Regions from separate parts of the Muntiacus reevesi genome. Here region 2 is linked to region 1. The links are chromatin contacts, called in public Hi-C maps. All regions are on one chromosome and are shown on one strand. Each heading gives the region's core, a stretch centred on a gene start, on an enhancer-like site or on the middle of the called end of the contact. The rest is flanking DNA. Distances are from core to core; before and after follow the strand shown. Region 1 holds the start of PSMG4 (proteasome assembly chaperone 4). Region 2 holds the start of NQO2 (N-ribosyldihydronicotinamide:quinone dehydrogenase 2).

Region 1 (3,381 bases), core at 704-3,203:
AGCTGCCGATGGGGTGGCTAGAGGTTGTAAGCCTTGCCTGCTGGGTCATGTGACTTCCCACATGTTGGTTATCTGAGCCCAGTGGGAGGAGCAGAGAAGAGCAGTCTCCCACCTGTGCTGGGGCGGGGCTGGGGAGGAGGTGGGCAACAGAGAGTTAGCTAGTTGCCTTAGGTTCCCAGACAGCTCTTCAGGATTCTTCAGAGAGAAACTCTTGATTTGAAAATGGCGTTTGTCTTCTAAGGGGACTAGGCATTAAGAGGGTATTAGGAGTTAATGTGTGGGTGACATCACCTGCTGTGTCAGTCCAGTTTATTGATTTATTTTTCCATGGATCACACTTGGTATTTTGTTGTGAAATCTTGGTCTGATTAAAGGCCACAGACTTTCTCCTCTGTCTTCTGCAAGTTTGACAGTTTTAGGGTTCCCACTTACGTCTCTGAACCATTTTGACTTCACTTTGTGTATGATGTAGAGTGCAAATTCAAGTTCATTAATAATTAAGGAAATGCCAATTAAAATCACATTGAGATACTCCTTAGGATGGCTAAATGAAAAAGACTGGGAGCATGCAGTGGTACAGTCACTGTGGAAACAGCTTGTCAGGTTCTTAAGAATTTACACATGGTACCACCACTCTGCTCCAGGTCTTTAACTACAGGAAATGAAAGCACATGTTCACACAGAGACTTAGGCATTCACACGTGTTTGCAGCAGCTTGACTGCAATATCCCCAAACTGAAAACCGCCCCAGTGGACACCACTGCGTGAGGGCTAAACACACAGCGATGTGTCCAGCCAGCGGAGCCGTGATCATCAACACAAAGGAAGGAACAACTGACTCATGCAACAACCTGCGTGAATCTCAATATAACTGGGAGGAGAGAAAAGGCAGACAAAAACTTGTACACACTGTACTTTCCATTTACATGAAACTCGAGAAATGCAAACTACTCTGTGACTGAGTGCAGCACAGTGCCTGGGGTGGGGAGGGAGGAAGGGTTCCCCGGCGCTTGAGGAAGTCTCTGGGGGTGATGGACATGTACCCTCTTGACTGTGGTGATGATTTTATGAGTTACACGTGTCACAGCTTCAGTCTGTATACTTTGACCAGTGCAGTTACTGTAGTTTATTTCTTAATAAAGCTGTTAATCTATTATAATATTGACCTGAAAATTATAAATTGAATCATTAATTAGCGAACTGAGCAAACTTATTCACAATACTTACCTTCTTAACTGTCAGTTTAATTTAGACCTATTAGAGATTTAAAAGGCAGAACTGATAGCTCTGTCCTTAAACCCCAGATAGTTGCAACAGAATCTGACAAGAGTGGGCGCTGTGTGCTTTTAGTACAAAGACACTCTCAACACACTGCAGGGTCCCCGTGCCACCTCTGAAGGTCCCAGAGTGACTCAAGTCAAGCTCCCCAGCAGGGCTGACAGCGGCCCCCGTCTCGGAGCGGCAGACGGGGAGACTGAGTCTCAGGGGCTGAACCGTTAGCCGAGGCCCACGCTTGTACAGAGACCAGCTCTGGGGTCTTGGACCAAAGGCGCGCCAGCCCACGCCCCTAACTCAACCCACGCAGCTCTTCTGAGAGCCCCCGACATCACTGCCATTCTCACGGGCCTCCAGCAGGTACGGGGCTGCTGGCAGCAGGAGGGCTTTAGAAAGTGTAACCCCGCTCGCGGGACACAGGCGGCCGCGCTGAGCGCTGTGGCACCGACTAAACAGCGCGGGACCACGCGTCTACACCCGGGAAGGTGCTCCTGCGAGTCTACACTTCGCCCAATGGAGACACCGCCCCGCCCCGCCCCCTCCGGGCCCCGCCCCTCAACGTCCCACCTAGGCTCCGCCTTCCCCGAAAGGCCCGCCCCAGGGCCCGCCCCCTCCGGGCCCCGCCCCGCCCCTCCGGGCCCCGCCCCTCAACTTCCCACTCAGGCCCCGCCCCCCGGAAGGCCCCGCCCGCTCGGCCTCTCGGCGCTTTCCTGCTCGCGGCTGGTAGCGGCGGCGGGCTGACGGGCGCGGACGCGCTCCGGGCGGATGGAGCGGCCGGAGGCCGCCGCGGGCGGGGACGTGTCCCTGCACAACTTCAGCGCGAGGCTGTGGGAGCAGCTCGTTCACTTCCACGTGATGCGGCTGACGGACTCGCTCTTCCTCTGGGTGGGGGCCACGCCGCACCTGCGCAACCTCGCCGTGGCCATGTGCACGCGCTACGTGAGTGGGCGGGGGCGGGGAGGGGGAGGAGGGGATGAGGAGGGGGGCGGGGCGCTGGGGTCCCGGAGGGGCGGGGGAGGGGAGGGGGGAGGGAGGCGATGAGGAGGGGAGCGGGGCGCTGGGGTCCCGGAGGGGCGGGGAGGGGAGGGGGGATGGGGGAGGGAGGGGAGGGGGGATGGGGGAGGGAGGGGAGGGGGGAGGGGGGAGGGAGGGGAGGGGGGAGGGAGGAGGGGATGAGGAGGGGGGCGGGGCGCTGGGGTCCCGGAGGGGCGGGGGAGGGGAGGGGGAGGAGGGGATGAGGAGGGGGGCGGGGCGCTGGGGTCCCGGAGGGGCGGGGGAGGGGACGGGGGAGGGAGGGAGGCGATGAGGAGGGGGGTGGGGCGCTGGGGTCCCGGAGGGGCGGGGGAGGGGAGGGGGGATGGGGGAGGGAGGGGATGAGGAGGGGGGCGGGGCGCTGGGGTCCCGGAGGGGGCGGGGAGGGGAGGGGGCGGGCCGGGTCTGCTCGGGGCTGCGCCGCCCACCCGGGGGTCTCTGTCCGCCGCACGGCTGGTACCCCCCGCCCGGTCTCTGGTTGGAGTGTCGGGGTCCCCGCGGGACCTCTGCTGTCCGCTCTCACCCTCCCTGGGCCGGGGGTGGCGTGTCCCCGCCTTTTTCCTCCCGGTTCCTCGCTGACCGCGTTTGTTTACGTTTCCCTCACGGACCTGTCTCCCGCTCTTTGGCTCTCCAGTCCCATCGGGGGTGTAATTGGTGTCCTATTGGGCTATCCAGACCCGGCCGCACCTCCAGGGCCGCCCCTCCCGCGGAATCCAGCCACTTCTCACCTCCCTCACCTGTCACCTGGGCCCCGCACCATCGCTCCCCAGGCCGAGGTCCGCTTTGCCACCTATGGGGTGTGTCAGAGCCGCTGTATCCAAGGGCCGCAGACTGGGGGGCTGAGAACAGCAGAGAGGGCGGAATTGAGGCATCCACGGGCTGCTTCCTCCCGTCTCCGGGCTTGCGGTGCTGCTGACACCTCGGGGCCCCTTGTCTGGCAGCCTCGTCACCCTAGTCCTGCTCCAGTGTCGCCTCCTCTGTGCATCTCAGTCTGTCCCCTTCTTCCCAAAACACCAGTCCTGTTAGCGGAAGGGTCCGCCTCACTTTGCTTATGTCTCAACTACATCTGCAGAG
Region 2 (3,089 bases), core at 26-2,525, 150 kb before region 1:
CTTTTCCCCCAGCTAAAGGTCATTCTAAAATGACAATGGCCCCAGCGCCTCCCAGGCTCACAAGACAAGGGGCCTGTCCACTGCTGGCACAAGGGCACGGCACGCATAGAGAGGCCGTGTCCTCACCATGAACCCAAGAAAGACAGCAGCCTCGGACAGACCGCCCCAACGCTGATGTGGGAACCGCAGCTGCAGCTGTTTGCATCAGGAAAGTTATGCTCGAAGGGGAACCAGCCTTCGCTCTCTGGGCCCATCCTGAAGGTGAAAGAGTTAGTCGCTCAGTGGTGTCCAACTCTTTGCAACCCCATGGACCTTCAGTCCATGGAATTCTCCAGGTAAGCATACTGGAGTGGGTTGCCATGAACATCTCCAGAGTATCCTCCCGACCCAGGGATCAAACCTGGGTCTCCTGCATTTCAAGCTGATTCTTTACCATCTGAGCCACCAGGAGAGCCCCAAGGGCCATCCCGGGACACCAGAAATCAAGGCAGAGTTTGGGAGGGTCCTCGAGTGAGTCCCAATGGCAGGGGGTCTACAAGTGAGGTGGCGCAGGCCAGAAAGTGCTGGGAAGAGGGGAAAGAGACAATCGGCCCAAAGTGCCCACCAGCAGCCCTCCCCCACACGTCTGCAGGCTCCAGTTCGGTGCCTCTCTGCCCTCCGGGGATCTCCTTGGCCTTGAAGCTGCCGGTGTGCCCTTCACCCCCAGCCTGCCCAATAAGAACGTCGGGCCAGACCACAGAACAACGCCACCGCCGGAACGGTCACACACCGCACATTCCCATCAGCACAAGGTCCCTCTTAGAATCACACCCCCCCACCAGAAACCTGGCAACCGCTAACCTGTTCTCCGCCTCTAGAATCTCATCTCAAGAGTGCTGCCTAAACGTGATCGTTCGGGGGAACCCTCGAGGACTGGCGATTTTCATGCAGCGTGATTCTCTGCAGATTCGCCCCGGCTGCTGGGACCCCGATCGCTCATCCTTTTTACGGCTGAGTGTTCTGACCCTCGGTGGGCCTAGGGGCGGACGCGGCGGCCCCCTTCCCAGAACTGCCATCCCTTCAGCCGCCGCGGCGCGGAGCCCCCGGGCCGGCTCCGAGGGGCCGGGACAGGGCAGGGGCGGGGCGAAGGGCTGTGGGCGGGGCTATGCCGGGCGGTCCGCCGAGCGCGAGGAGAGGTCCAGACAGGTCGGGGGCGGGGCTGCGCTCCGGGGAGAGGCGGGGTGGGCGTGGCCTCGGCGCTCGTGGGCGGGCCGTGGGCGGGCCGTGGGCGGGGCCCCCGCCGAGTCCCAGCGTCCAGCCCCGCGGAGCGCGGCCGCATTGTCCGCTCGCGACGCCTGCGAGTGCGTAGTCCGCGCGGCGGAACGTGGCGTGGACGCCGGGCGTTCAGCCTCGTCCTGCCGCTCCTCTCGGGCGAGTTGGCCGAGGTGAGTGTCCGCGCTCGCTGGGGGCCGCTCCCCAGGGCCAGGGTCTCCGCGGGCTCCCACCCCCGCCTGCCCGAGCTTCCCCCCTGCACGTGCGAGGCCTGGGGCGCAGGTGTGCGCAGGCCCGGCGCTGTCCCCGGCCGCTGCCCTCCGCCCTGGACTCGGCCCGCGCTGACCCCACGCGCGGACGGGGAGCGGGCCGCCTGGGGTCAGCGAGCGGGCGGCGCGGAGACCCGGCCTGGGCCCGCGGGGCTCCGGCTCGGCCTTTGCCCCGGGTGCCAGGACCCGAAACTCTGCTTCTCCAACCTTAGTCCCTGAGGGTCTCAGCCAGAAAATCCAGAAGAGGGACGGGTATTCGGTGTGTGCTTCCTGCGCTGCTGTGTATGGAGCAGGGGGGACGGAGGGAAGACAAGGAGAGGAGCAGTCGAGGAGGATGGAACGAGATAGAGTGCATAAAAGGTGTCAGCCGGGTTGGTGTGGCATGATATATGTAGTTTAACAGCCGCCCGCTTCTGTTTCCTGCCGGCCTGGTAAGAGCGCTCTCTCCACGGAAGGAGACGGCTCTCCCTGCTGTGGAGCAAGGTCAGTAGGGAAGTGCTGGACAAGTGGCCTGCTTCTTGGGCCTCAGTGGCTCATTCCGTACAACTAGCAGACTTGGGCCCCCTGAGGAGTCAGAACTCCAAGGCCTGCAGTGGCCTGGCAGGCGATGTAACTAGGTACCCTGGACCAGGCAGAGCGGTAAGGGGATGCCTCCCCTGCTGTGGTCACTGAAATGAAAGCTTTTCTTCCCAAACCAGAGTGTCTTTGGGCCCTGACCCCGGAGATCTCAGGACCAGATGCTCCCTGAGTCTGCAGCCCATCACTCTCCAGACATGTTCCGGGGGCTTCTGCTAGGCTCAGGATAAAGTCTTCACCCCCGCACTACTGACCCACCCACCCCTTGGACCAAATTCCGCACCACCCAGCTCTGTTGTATCCGCATGTCCGCTCTGTCGGCTCTCTGAGCACCCCAGGCCAGTCCCAACGCTGCCTCGCGCTTGCCGTTCCCCCTGCCTCATCCTGCCCACTGCTGCCCACCGAGTCTGCCTACCTCCCTCAGCATTTGTTTCCTCTTCTAGGTCGTTGGCATCACTGAGAGTGACCGTGCCTGAGAGCTCAGGGCCCCCTGCACCCAGGACTAACAGCACACCCTCCTCCCAACAGGATTCAGAGAGAAAAATACCCATCTTCCTGGGACATGGCAGGTAACTATTAGCTATGGGGGAGTAAAACTTTGTTAAATGAAAAATTTATTAGAAATTGAATACTTTTTTATAAAAACTCCAGACAACACTCCTGTATAAAACTTGTTTATAATGTGGACTGCAACCTGGAATTATCTTGTTTTGTATTTTCTTACTTGTTTTATTGTTCATTTCAGCCCCGACAAAATAGAATGCTTATCTTGTCTTTGCTTTGCCTCCAGCCTCTGGGATGACCCCCTGGGACATAATAGCTGCTCGATCAATAGATACTGAGTGAGCCCCGAGAGTGACCATAGTTAGAAATACCGCATGACACATGCATCCCGCTGTGACGTCTTTTTGTTCAACACTATAACATGAAAATCCTTGCATTTCATAAGATAAAAATTCATGTTATTTTATGCATATGCTGTACATTAGGGCT

Evidence for each region. Hi-C and Micro-C count contacts between places; a contact is called where the count stands out from the background.
Region 2: a Hi-C map of muscle shows a contact between it and region 1, with 15 times the contacts expected there. The contact joins the promoter of NQO2 here to the promoter of PSMG4 in region 1. A contact is called at or near these places in 2 of 3 Hi-C or Micro-C datasets (blood and muscle).

The regions. Positions count from the first base shown.
Region 1 is chr20:50,550,064-50,553,444 of mMunRee1.1, reverse strand. PSMG4 (proteasome assembly chaperone 4) reads left to right here and starts at 1,953. Exons shown (of 3, transcript XM_065913369.1): 1 at 1,953-2,214. The coding sequence starts at 2,041.
Region 2 is chr20:50,704,099-50,707,187 of mMunRee1.1, reverse strand. It overlaps NQO2 (N-ribosyldihydronicotinamide:quinone dehydrogenase 2), which reads left to right and starts at 1,275. Exons shown (of 7, transcript XM_065913408.1): 1 at 1,275-1,424; 2 at 2,540-2,665. The coding sequence starts at 2,659. The region is part of intron 1 of LOC136151943 (a long non-coding RNA gene); the gene reads right to left.